Linked DNA regions of Sus scrofa: region 1 is linked to region 2. Evidence: chromatin contacts called from public HiChIP or PLAC-seq data. All regions are on one chromosome and are shown on one strand. Each heading gives the region's core, a stretch centred on a gene start, on an enhancer-like site or on the middle of the called end of the contact. The rest is flanking DNA. Distances are from core to core; before and after follow the strand shown.

Region 1 (5,878 bases), core at 904-3,403, 170 kb after region 2:
CAGTAACAGAGCAGGACTCACAATTGACGTTTACACATAGCCTTCCATTAAAATGCCTTATCATCCCTTGCCAGAACAGATGGAAAAAAAATTACTCCTATGCACTGAAAATTTCCATTCTTGATCTCAGCCCAGAGGTGACTTTTTTATTTTTAAACTTGAGCAAAAAAAGAAAAAAAAAATTCAACTATTTTTGATTCAAGCCTAGGCTAAAGAAACACACTTTGTTCTTGTTAAAGCGAGGTAAGAATTTTTTTTTTAACACGTAGGTAGCTCAAACAGCTGAGCTTCAAAAGCCCAAGCATCCCAACTAGCTAGTGTTCACAGCCGCAGCACCTCTGATCTAACTGCAAAATCAAAAGTCAATAGCCAAGGTGAGAAGGAGCTGGGATTCCATTTTCTATACACCTATCTCCAGTTCCACAAAGAACAGCATGGAATTCTGAATTTTTTGTTTGTCTGCTTTGTTTTTTAGGGCCACACCCACAGCATATGCAAGTTCCCAGGTTAGGGGTCACAACGGAGCTGCAGATGCCGGCCTACACCACATGGATTCTGAGCTGTGTCTGCAACCTACACCACAGCTCATCCAACACTGGATCCTTAACCCACTGAGCAAGGCCAAGGATTGAATTCGCATCCTCATGGATACTAGTTGAGTTAATCACTGAGCCCCAATGGGAAGTCTCAGAATTCTGAAAATTTTAAGCTGGGTGGTTGGGCCTGAAGCTTTTCCTCCTCCTTGGGTGCTAAGGAAACCCAAGGACTCATCCAACTCCAGGGAAAGGCAACAGGTCCCCTGACTGCCTCTGTCCCCAGGCCTTGCTCACCGGCTCTTTGCTCACCCATCCAATCCAAACTTAGTCCCACCCCCTAGCCTTCTAATCCTTCTACTCCAGCTCTATCAGCTATTCTCAGTCTCCATGGTGAAAGAGAAAAAGTGGAGTGCCTGGTTAAGAATTAGGAGAACACCCTTTCTCTGACCAGCCCCACTCACCCCACATACCTCCCTACTCCTTAATGGATGCCGTGGATTTCAGCTGCAAAACTCTCCTTTCCCCTCTCTCATCCTACCCTAACCACACCCCACTGCAGGCCCAGGGGAGAGTCCACTCCCTCCCTCCCTCCCTCCCTCCATCCATCCATCCTTTGTGGGGCTGTGTGGCACATATCTGCTAAGACCCCAGGCCTTTGTCCTGGCTCTGCCACTTATGAGCTGTGTGCCTGTGAGCAAGTAGCTTACCATGCTGCACACCCAGGCTGATCACATCCGTCCTGCCTTCCACATACAGTTATTATGAGAATCAGGAGGTATCACAAATTTGAAAGTGCTTCGTAATTGAATCCCAGTATAAACACACACACACTCCTCTTAATAGGCACATGGTGCGCAGCACAATGTGGTCTCTTCCTTTAAGATCAAGTCCAAGACGTACTGGCAATAAGAGAAAGTGAATTCTTCAGGGCACAAAACAAGGCACTGACAAACAACAGAGACTAGGATCCCTAGTGCTCCAATAAGGACAAGCTCACTGTGCCAGACCAATCAGTGAAGGCTTCCTGGAAGAGAAGGCTTTGTGTACAGCCTGGAATAGCTCTTACCACAGTGATCAAAGGCGCCTTCATACATGCCCCGACCCTAGACCAAGAGCTCTTCAAGGGCAGGAGAGCAGTCTTGTATGTCTCTCTTTTCCCAGCCTCTTCCTGGCACCACGCCACCTCATACCACAGGAGAGTTGAGTGAGTGAAAGAACAAATGAACAGGAACTTGGATGCCTGGGGAAGGAGGAGGGAACCCCAGAGAAGAGCAAGGATGCTGTGAGGGCTTGCTCAGGGCATGCTGTAGACGAGGCCGGAGTGGGGTTTGCGGGGGACAGAGGAGGAAGGGGAGGTTGAAAAGGCAAGGCCTTGATTTTTGGATCAGGGGAGTTGTGGCTTCTGAGCACAGAGGGGAGGGGAGGGAGTTCAGAGTGACATCATGAAATCAGCATTCGGAGACTAATTTGGCAGCTGTGCACAGGGCGGCCCAGGGAAGGGGGTGAAGCAAACCCGGCAGAGCAGCCAGGAGGCAACGGCAGTAACTCAGGCAGGTGGCGAGAGGGGCCAGGATGCCACCACCTCCCCAGACGAGTCACGCTTCTGGCAGCTCTGTCGCTACAACAGTGGGACTCCATCGAGGGCCACACTCAGTGACTATCCTCACTGGACAGGACCTCAGATGTCCTCTAGTTCTCCTGCCCTACCCGCGGCACCAGCTTCCTGCACGTGGTCTCCTCCCCCCTGAATCCCTGCAGTGCTGAGCCAGTCCATTTTTAGATGACAAGTCCCACAGTGGGCTCTCCCTTAAAGGACATCAACACTGAGGAGGCAGGGACAGATCTCCCTGCTGAGCACGTTTTCCCAAAGTGTTATCTTCCCAACAATTAAATAAGCTAATAGGTTAATGTGACAGTGAAGACTACAATAAAAAGAAGGTAAAAAAAAAAGTGTGGAAGAGGGGCCAGTGGGTTCAAGAAACACTAAAACCATGCAGGTAAGTAAATCCTGGTGGCTAAGGGCTGGGGGTGGGGGCTCAGATGTCACAAAACCTTGGTGCCATTCAGCACCCCCCTTACCAATCTGTACACTTGGGTCACTGGACACTTTGTGAGTCAATCTCCCCCCACCTATAAAGTGATGTTAAACCATCAGCATTCCCACCCAGCGGAACAGTGGTGAGAATGACATGAGCTGACTGGTTGAGCATTTAGCAATGGGCTTGACTGACACGGGGCCAGTAACAGGTGACTCTCGGGGTACCGTGCTAACAGTCATCTGCTGGAACCTAAACTCTAACACCTGAGGGCTATGAGCAAGTCCCCTGCACCACAGCTATGCCACAGCAACTGCGAAGATGTGAGCCCCCAACCCCACTGGAATCTCAAGATGACATGGTCTCCTCCCAGCCCTCATTCTCTTCTCAGGGGACACACAGAACTAGCTGATGCCTCATCCCCACTTCGGACCTTCTCATATAGAGCAAGGCTGCTGCTGTGTCTCCACAAAATAGTCTCTTCTCTAAAGTCTGTTTCCTCTCTTGTGTTGTTTCTCTTATGTTCACCTGCTGCCCAGAGAAGATTAGGCAGCAGAGGCAGATAAGTAAGGAAATATTTTTTTTTATGGAATAGCAAAAAAAAAAAAAAAAAAAAAAAAAAAAGCCTTGAAAAGTATTACCTACGAATGGTCCCATGGGTTCTGAAGGCTTGTTGAAGTGGAATCCCACAGACACAAAGCTGAAGCCCCCTGGGTAATGTTCGTGCATCCCACCCCCAGAAGCCCTGTCCCAGGGAAGATGGGGGCTTCACGTCCTCCAGTATTCAGGGCAGCCCCTGAAAAGCCCCACAGCAGAAGCATTTTTCGCCACGCATGAATGCTATAGGAAGCATTTGAGAATTAAGTTTCCAGTTACAGCTGGCATTTCTGGAGTGTCCTGCTGCTGGCTGCAGCTGTCCCACAGAAGGCAGGTGACATCATCCACAGGCCTGACCATGCCGAGTTCCAAGGTTGGGCTGGGCCCATGTCACTGGGGAGGGGGGACCTGCCATTTCCTCCCAGAACCAGTGCTGCTCAGGTTCACTGTTGCTGCCTTTCCTGGGTAGAATTCCTTTGTCATGACTTGGACTCCTACCAGGGAAGATCCAGCAGCTTTTCCAAGGCCCAGGACAACCCCATTTGACAGCTTTGAAAATCTTACTGTGTGCCAAGCATTGTCCTGGGTCCAAGCAAGCCCAGATGAGACCTAACCCCAAATTCTCCCTATACTCATTTCCCAGAAAAAAAAAATTATATAAATATTCCTGTATTCCTCTGCCAATCAGAAAGAGAAGAAAAAGGAGATAAGGGGGAAAGAGGAGTTCCCGTTGCGGTTCAGTGGTTAACAAATCCAACTAGGAACCATAAGGTTGCGGGTTCGATCCCTGGCCTCCCTCAGTGGGTTAAGGATCTGGCATTGCCATGAGCTGTGGTGTAGGTCACAGACGTGGCTTGGATCCAGTATTGCTGTGGTGTAGGACAGAGGCTACAGGTCTGATTCAACCCCTAGCCTGGGAACCTCTATACGCCGCGAGTACAGCCCTAGAAAAAGACCAAAAAAAAGCAGCGGGGGGCGGGGGAGGGGATAAAGAAAGTAGAAGAAGAATGGAGGAGAACAAAGTGAAAGAGGAGACAGCAGGGAAAGGGCAAGAAAGAAAAGGAAGGAAGAAGAGCTGGACCCCGCCACCCAGGTGCCTCCCATCCTCCTTCCCCACAGTTTGAGGCCCGCAGGCCCTGGGACAGTCCTGGCAGGTCCTGTCCTCTGGGAGAGCTGACCAAGAGGACAGGACACAGGATGCCTGCAGGCCACTGTAACAGATTGGGCCTGAGCCCTGAAGTAGAGTTCAAGTTCAAGGCAAAATTCAGATTTCCCAAGGGCTGGGATTAGGTTAATTGGGGATAGGATTTGCAGGCTGTATCTGACCAAAATCCATATCTGTCACCATATTAACCACACTCAGGCTTCACAAAGTCACCCTGCCATCCATCACCATCCGTGGATGGGAGGCCCGGCCCGAGCCTCACTACCTGAAACTGACCCCTCTGGCTGGCGCCCTGCCTTTCAGCCACCCCAGCCCCCTCCTCCCAGAGGCTCCAGGCTCCACCACTGGATTCCAGATGAATGTATTTGGCTCAACACATTCAAGTCCCAGGAGAAACTCTTAGCAATTATGAACACAGCGCCCTCAGTCAGCTGAGGAGCTAATGTAATTAAACAGGAAACTGCAGGACCCTTCCCCAGGGAGAAGGAGGTGGGGGAGATGAGGTAGTCTCCAGAATCAAGGGAGGCCTAAGGAAAAGGGCAATCAAGACCCTTACAAAAACTAACTGAACCCTCAGTACAAACCTGTGGGGTCAGAGTACACAAGAGGAAACCAAGAATCCGAGAGGTTGAAAAGTAACCCAAGGTCACATAGCCAGGAAATGAAAGCCTGCCTGGGTCCCACATCTGTTTTCTAATACATTATAGTGCATTCAATCCTCTTTTATAATGTTGTCTTTGATGTATCCTTACTCAGAACGGCTACCTTGAGATTTTTGATAAAAAGAAGCTGTGAAAGCACATGCCCAATGCTAAATACGGTCTGTTCACTTTCAATTATTATACATGTCTGGACATTTTTTTTGTTTTTGTTTTTGTTTTTTATTTTTGTTTTGCACGCTGCTTTTCAGGGCCACAGCTATGGCACATGGAAGTTCCCTGGCTAGGGGTCGAATTGGGAGCCACAGCAATGCCAGATCCAAGCTGTGTTCTGTGACCTACACCACAGTTCACAGCAATACCAGATCCTTAACCCACTGAGCAAGGCCAAGGATCAAACCCACATCCTCATGGATTCTAGTCGGGTTCATGACCTCTGAGCCACAATGAGAACTCCAAATATCTATACAGTTTATAAACTAGTGTTTCTTGCTCATTTTTTTTAACAATTTGTTTTACTTTATTAACATTCTAAAGACATTATACACCCAATTTGTCTTATATCTGAAACCCTGGGGTTTGATTCTTCTATTTGTTGTTTCTGCTGACCTTCATTCATGGTGACTTGCTTCATCTGTTCTGTAACTACGGGTAAAAACTTGTGTGGGAATGTCTGGGTTTTACTTACAGGAATCTTTCAGTGCTTGAGCTATGAATATAGCCCTCCAGAGATCATTCTCACTTGGTTTTGACAACTACGATGGGGGGGCTAACAAACCCAAATTATATCAGGTGAATTTGGCAGCTTGGGGTTTCCTGGTCCACACATGTAATACCAATTCAAACCTGAACTGGATGGAGCGAGACCTATGATTACAAATTCTC
Region 2 (6,121 bases), core at 2,956-5,455:
AGATGGAAAAATCTGAAGTCAGACTGCAATATGAAAAAAAAAAAAAAAGAAAGAAAGAAAGAAAAGGAAAGAAAAGAAAAAGAAAGCTTATCCAGGAAGCTGACAATTTTCTGATCCTCTGAGAACTAACTAGTGGAGATGGGTATCATATACTAGACAGTCAGAAACATGGGTTAGTATCCACTTGCTGCTTGAGAGTGACTGTGTGACTCTGGACAAGCCTCACTTAAATCACTCATAAAGTAAACTTTAGAGAAAAATGATCCAGAACAGAGATAGCTAAGGTATCGTAAGGCATAAATAACACTAGTACTGCCCCACTTCAAGCCACCACTCATGGCAGACATCACTAATCAATCACAGCATTCTGTAGACCCGAAGCTCCAATTATTCTGCTGCTGAGCCCTGAAGCTTCAGCAAAGCATTCTCAGTAACCACTACTGATGGATCAGAATGGGCCCCGGAGATGAAACCTGTTCAACATCCCTGGACTAGATCTTTTCTCATCCTTGAACACCAGAGCTAGAAAGCACTGCATGTCACATGTACTCTTATTACCGATGTTCTTAACTAAGGTCTCTCTCTCTCTCCTCCTTTCCTGGACCTTATTTCCAAGCTCCAGCAGCCAAAGCAGTGAAGGAAAAAATTGGACAGAAGGCCCTTCCCTCAAATCTCTATCCGAAGCTCCAAAAGTGACCTTGGGTGTTTTTCTTGGGTCTCTTTAAGTTAGATTCCCTCATTCTGCTAAAAAGCTTCTCCTGGGGCCAATATCCCCTCTACCCTCTTAAGGATTTCATTGAGGTAGAGAGTTCTGCTCTTTTTCAAATGCTTTGAGACCATGGAAGAGAGGACAGCCTGGGGAAGTTCAAAGACATTTAATTACTGCCCTCGGTTCTTTTGAAAATTATTAAAGAGCCCAGAATTAGAAATTCAGATTTATTCCACATCCCTGGGAACAAACATCTCACTTGTAAATGGCTTAATGTGTCTGTTTAATGTACACAAAATTATCTTTCAGGAAAGCAGACTGTTTTTCATGTCATGTTGCATCTCTAAAATATACCACCTATGGCAAAAGGATTGGGATTCAAGGTCTGACAAAATCTCCAGCAGAAATAATTAGCACCAGAGGCTGTGTCTGAAAGAGAGCTAAATGCAAGAGAATCAGGTTATTTCTTTCTGTTCTATCTGGACCTCTCCATCATAATCCAGGGAAGGGAAATTGTATCTTGGGGGGCTGGAAGGGTAGTTTACTGCAATGCTTCTACAACGCTGGTTTGTTGAAGAGAACTGTAAGCCCCCAATAGAGCAACTCTCTCTGGGCCAGGGAGCCATGAAACGCTGCCTCAGTGCTGAAACTTTCTAGGAAAAAACAGAGAAAAATCCACTGGTTTGCAAAGTGGGCACAGGTCAGAAGAACAGGGATGTTTTTGTCATTTAGCATCCAAGGAAGGGCTCAGTCCTTACTCCCAAAGATATAGATGGTTTTTGCTACAATTGTGTTATTTAAATTAGAAGCACTTGAAATAATCAGTCAATGGACAGTTTGTGGTGGTGGTTTTTCAAAGTCATCTAAGAAGTTCACCTGAAATAAAGCTTCACTGGGGGAACCTCTACAATGTCAAACCCACTAGTACCCACAGCATTTGCACCCTTGCTGTACCTTTAGGGGTTAGCCTGACAGCTCCCACCAACCCCCTGGATACATTAGTTACCTTGATCCCAAAATAAAAAGCAATTTTTGTCACTCCTCAGCCCCTCCTGGGTGCCTCTGCTGGCCATTACTTCAAATAAATGTGCCTCTTTTGAAATGTTTACAGGTACAAAGAGACAGGGCTGCTTCTTGCCCAGAAGAGGAACAGACTTTCAGGAACTCGGTGACTTGCTTCAGCAGCAGTTCTGTCAAAGCAACACAAACAGCAAAGGACAGGGGCTGTATCTCACCCACTGTCTCCCGAGGCAGAGGCTGCTCAAGTGGAAAGAAAGCTCAAGTCAATTTTGGTGCCAGTGGGGTTCCCTAGTCAGAATGTGATCCCCCCCAGAGGTTTTCGAGCATTGGGCTATGGCTCAAGGAGGGGCACCCAGGACTAAAGTAGTTTCAAAGAAACCAACTTCTCCAGGGACGACCAAAGATGTGAGCTTGGGATGTGGTCCCTCCTCCTAAGGCATCCTTCCTCCTGCCCATAGGCCCTGCTCCTTCTGCCAGATGCTTCCTTTCTCTGCACCTGGAAAGGAGTCAGAAGGAAAAGACTTGTAGGAGATGAGCGAGAGGCAGAGGCCTGATGACACAGGGAGACTTTGTTTCTGTTTTAAATGAAATGCAAAGCCAGGGGATCGCCAGGCAGGCACACTCCTTGACTATTTCCTGCATCTCTCCAGTCACTCCTGCAGCTGAGAAAGGACTGCTCTGTCTCCTTCTGCAGGTCTGCTGGTGCCTAGCACATTGCCAATTGCACAACAGGTCTAAGGTAAACTCCTCCTTCCTTTGCTGACTGAAGGACAGCAAAGGGAATGAGAAAACAAAGAAACATTTGGGGCTGCAAGAGAACAAACCATTGCTACTCCCTCAATTATCCACAGAGACACCAAGACCTTGAAAGGGATTTATCGTGTCCGAGGTCACTGGAGAGGTTATGGCAGAGCCTGTATTAAGAACCCAGTTTTCCACTGATCACAGTTCCTCAGATGAGAGGACGTGATTGTTACCTCTTTTTCCGCCACAACTGTGGCACATGGAAGTCCCTGGGCCAGGGATCACATCTGAGCCGCAGCTTCAACCTACACCACAGCTGCGGCAACAGCAGACCATTAACCCACTAAGCCACAGTGGGAACTTCTGTCACCTCTATTCTTATATCCCCAAGGCCCAGATCGACACACTGCACAAGGCTAGGTGAGTAAGCTGTTTGCCTGCTCTCTGATCTAAGCTTTTTTCCTGAAGAGGTCAAAGGTGGCCAAGCAACCAAGTTGCCTACCTCCTGGCTCATAGAAGCTTCTCCAGGAGGCCACGCAGGTGCCTGGGGTGGGTAATGGGCTCCTGGACATGGCAGATCTCTTCTGCAATAAGTTATCTGTCCCCCTGGGGCATAAGCCCAGGCAGGAGGCTCTGTGAGTGCCCAGCTGACAGAGCTAACTCCAGACAGATCTAGCCTGACACAGAGGAGGAAGGTCTGGACCCCTCCCAACAGGACTCCACCCCACGCCTTCCTGTGCACATTGAGGCTCAGAGGCCAATACACCCAGCAGGCTCGTGTGGCAGCCAGAGAGCCAGCAGCCTGTGCCCTCTGAAATGCCACCGTTTTGTGATTCAGCCTGTTTCAAGCTATTTTTAGTGTAAGCGAAGCCCGGATTTGAGGGAGGGTGGTGTGGGAACAAGGCCTTGTCTTCCTCTCTCTCCTTCAACACGCTGCTCCCTGTTTCCCTCAGGACAGCTGCTCCACCAACAGCCACCAAGGAGTAAAAGAAAATAAAATGCCAAAAAGAAAAGAAAAAAAAAAAAAAAAAACTGGGGAAAGGTCAAAATTCAGCCTCTTCACTAAAGCACACTCCGAAGGTGATGGTTTCTCAACCTTTCAGACTAAGGAACTGGATCCTGGCTTCTCCACAGGTGCAAGAAACCAGTACACCCAGTCCATTTACTTTCTGGATTAACCCACCTCCAGCCAACAAGGAAGGCCCAGAGGTCTGCTTGCCCAGAGAGGAGGCACAGTACAGGTACAGCTTACGGGTCACCTGGATGTCCTCGGGAAAGGTCTGCATTTCCAGAGGCTTGTGTACCAGGAATCACACTTCCATTCCAATGGGCCCCTGGCTCCCCAGCTCCAAGCTACCTTCCGTGTCAGCACCGGGTCAATTTGATGAACCACAATTAACTAAATGAGCAAAAAGACAGCCCTGGTACTTAAGAGGCCTGGGTGCATTTAATTGAGTTTTCAAGTGCCCTAATTTCCTTCAGACTGAGGAGCACTGTCCTGCCCTAGTTCCCTCACTACTCAAACACGAGGGAATGTTTTCAGCAATAAAAAAAAAATTTTAGGGCAAATGGCAGATTTCTGTTGTTGATATTCATCTGAAGGAGTTGTTTTTCTGGAAAAAGCCTCATTCTGGACCCAGACCCTAAAAATGGGGCTCTTAATGCACCACTTTGGGAGGTGTGGGGCTTGGAGGCACGAGTCAGTCTGCCTCCTCCTAAACATAGCCAAGTACACGAAACTTGGAAGCATCAGCTCGCGTGTGGTCCCCAGGGTGCCTTTCCAGGCACGTGCTCCCTGGCACCGACCAATGGCTGGCGATTCTGTTCTCATCATCCTCTCTATTTTTGAGTCTCTCTGCTAAACAAACTTCCTCGCAGCTGAAATGGAGGCTCCAAAAAGAGTCTCAGTCCACCAGGCTATTTTTCTGGCTAATAGGGGGCTGCCAAACCATCAGCAGTCCCCAAAGGCCCTGGGGGATAAGCTAGGTGAGACCCCTGTCCCACAGCCCAGGATGATGGGCTCCAAATACAGATGTTCTGTTTCCCACAAAGCCCGGGAGTTGGGGGGGGGGCAGCTTTTATTGGCCGGGAGGAAGGGAGAAAAGGAAAGGAGAGAAGGAGGGGAGGAGGGAGGAGGAGGAGGAGAGGGGAGGGGAGGGGAAAGGAAAGGAGAGAGGTAAAGAGGAAGGAAAAACGGAGGGAGGTAGGGCAACACTGGTCATATAAATGCATTTGTTTAGGCCCCTTGCGTCCAGCAGCAGGAAGACACGGGATGTGAGATCGGGATTAGAAGAACTGGGCTCCGAGACCTGTCCAAACACTGATGGAGAAGTCACAGGCTCTGATTTACCACCAAACTGCTTCAAAAACCTTGCAACCCAAAAGGACTGTAGCAAAATGCAACCTAACACTTCACTTTCAACACTTGGGATGATTTCACTTTGCAGATTTCACTAGAAAAACCAGATGTGTCCAGTGCCTCATCTGACACCTCACAGGTACTCCCAGAATGTTTGCAGGAGTGGGTTAATGGCTCAGAGGAGAGGCCTGGCATGCACAGGAGAACCTGTGTCCTTATCTTTGGTGACTCAACACACTCTCCTGCATCCTTCTGATGGATTTGTGCTTGCTGTCCACTGAAATGGACAGTAAAGACACTGCCCTATGTCAGAGGGCGCTGACATGCCCTCTGAAACCAGCCTTGTGCTGGCCTCACCCCACATCCAAGGAGGACTGGATACGGGGACCACAGTGAGTACACTTGACCCTCCTTCCACCAGACTCATCTGTCATCCTGCCAGGCTGTTTCCTGTGACACATACACCGACAATGCACAGCTCCCAGGGAGCACCCAGCCAGCCCACTGGCCCTCTGGTCCCCAGCCAGCTCAGGACAGCTTTATGGAGTGAGAATTTCCTGGCCAACTTGACAAGGATGAGTCAGGCTAGCCTGGGCTAGCTTCAGAAATGCCAGGGCCAGAATTGTGTGCATGGACCGAACCTGCAGCAGGCTGCACCCTGACCTGGTTCCTGGGGTGCTTTCAGGCCCCTTTCAGACGGCCATGCCCAGAGCTGGCTCAGCCCTCTGAAACCACATCTGAGTTTGGTGGGTCTGAGACTGTTCCCCTCCCCGTCACAGGAGAGGATTAATCCTCCACTCCCTACCCTCTCTGTTTCATCATCCCAGCACATTTCCTCCATGACTTGTCAAATAGACTCATATGACAATAATAAAAGTAATAAAAGCTAATGCCTATTAAGCACCAATCACATAACGGGCACTATTCTAAACATTTTACATAGATTGGTGCATCAAGTCCTCCAGACAGCATGAAGAAGCAGAGACTGCTATTAATTATGCTTATTGAACAGATGAGAAAACAGGCACCAAAAGGTGAAGCAACTAGCCCAGGGTAAGAGGCCTAGAGAGGGGTGGGCTGAGACTCAGCAGAATGACCGCAGAGGTGGGGTTCTTAACCACGCTGTCGAACCACCGTGCCCCCCCTCCCCACACGCCAAGGGGCTCAGCCTCCCTTCCCAAGGATACACGACCCACAGAGAGAGGAAGGGCAGGAGCTGGTGATGCTCATGCTCCGCCTCCTCTCCTTGTCAGCTCCAATCCAATAAGAGACACTAGGAGCCAGATGGA

Evidence for each region. HiChIP or PLAC-seq counts read pairs in DNA pulled down with a chosen protein or histone mark.
Region 1: a contact with region 2 is called in an H3K27ac HiChIP or PLAC-seq map of skeletal muscle. The contact joins two enhancer-like sites. A contact is called at or near these places in 1 of 47 Hi-C or Micro-C datasets (embryonic fibroblasts) and 1 of 2 datasets of contacts at active chromatin or transcription factors (skeletal muscle).

Annotation. Positions count from the first base shown.
Region 1 is chr14:80,034,583-80,040,460 of Sscrofa11.1, forward strand. All of the region lies in intron 1 of KCNMA1 (potassium calcium-activated channel subfamily M alpha 1), which reads right to left. Among named protein-coding and RNA genes, the nearest start is that of KCNMA1, 68 kb to the right of the region's middle. Within about 2 kb of position 2,154, at least 7 of the 83 cell types and tissues checked have an H3K27ac peak or open chromatin away from gene starts, as enhancers often do. A contact at or near this core is called in skeletal muscle, where this site is marked.
Region 2 is chr14:79,859,031-79,865,151 of Sscrofa11.1, forward strand. The region is part of intron 2 of KCNMA1 (potassium calcium-activated channel subfamily M alpha 1); the gene reads right to left. Among named protein-coding and RNA genes, the nearest start is that of KCNMA1, 240 kb to the right of the region's middle. Within about 2 kb of position 4,206, at least 10 of the 83 cell types and tissues checked have an H3K27ac peak or open chromatin away from gene starts, as enhancers often do. A contact at or near this core is called in skeletal muscle, where this site is marked.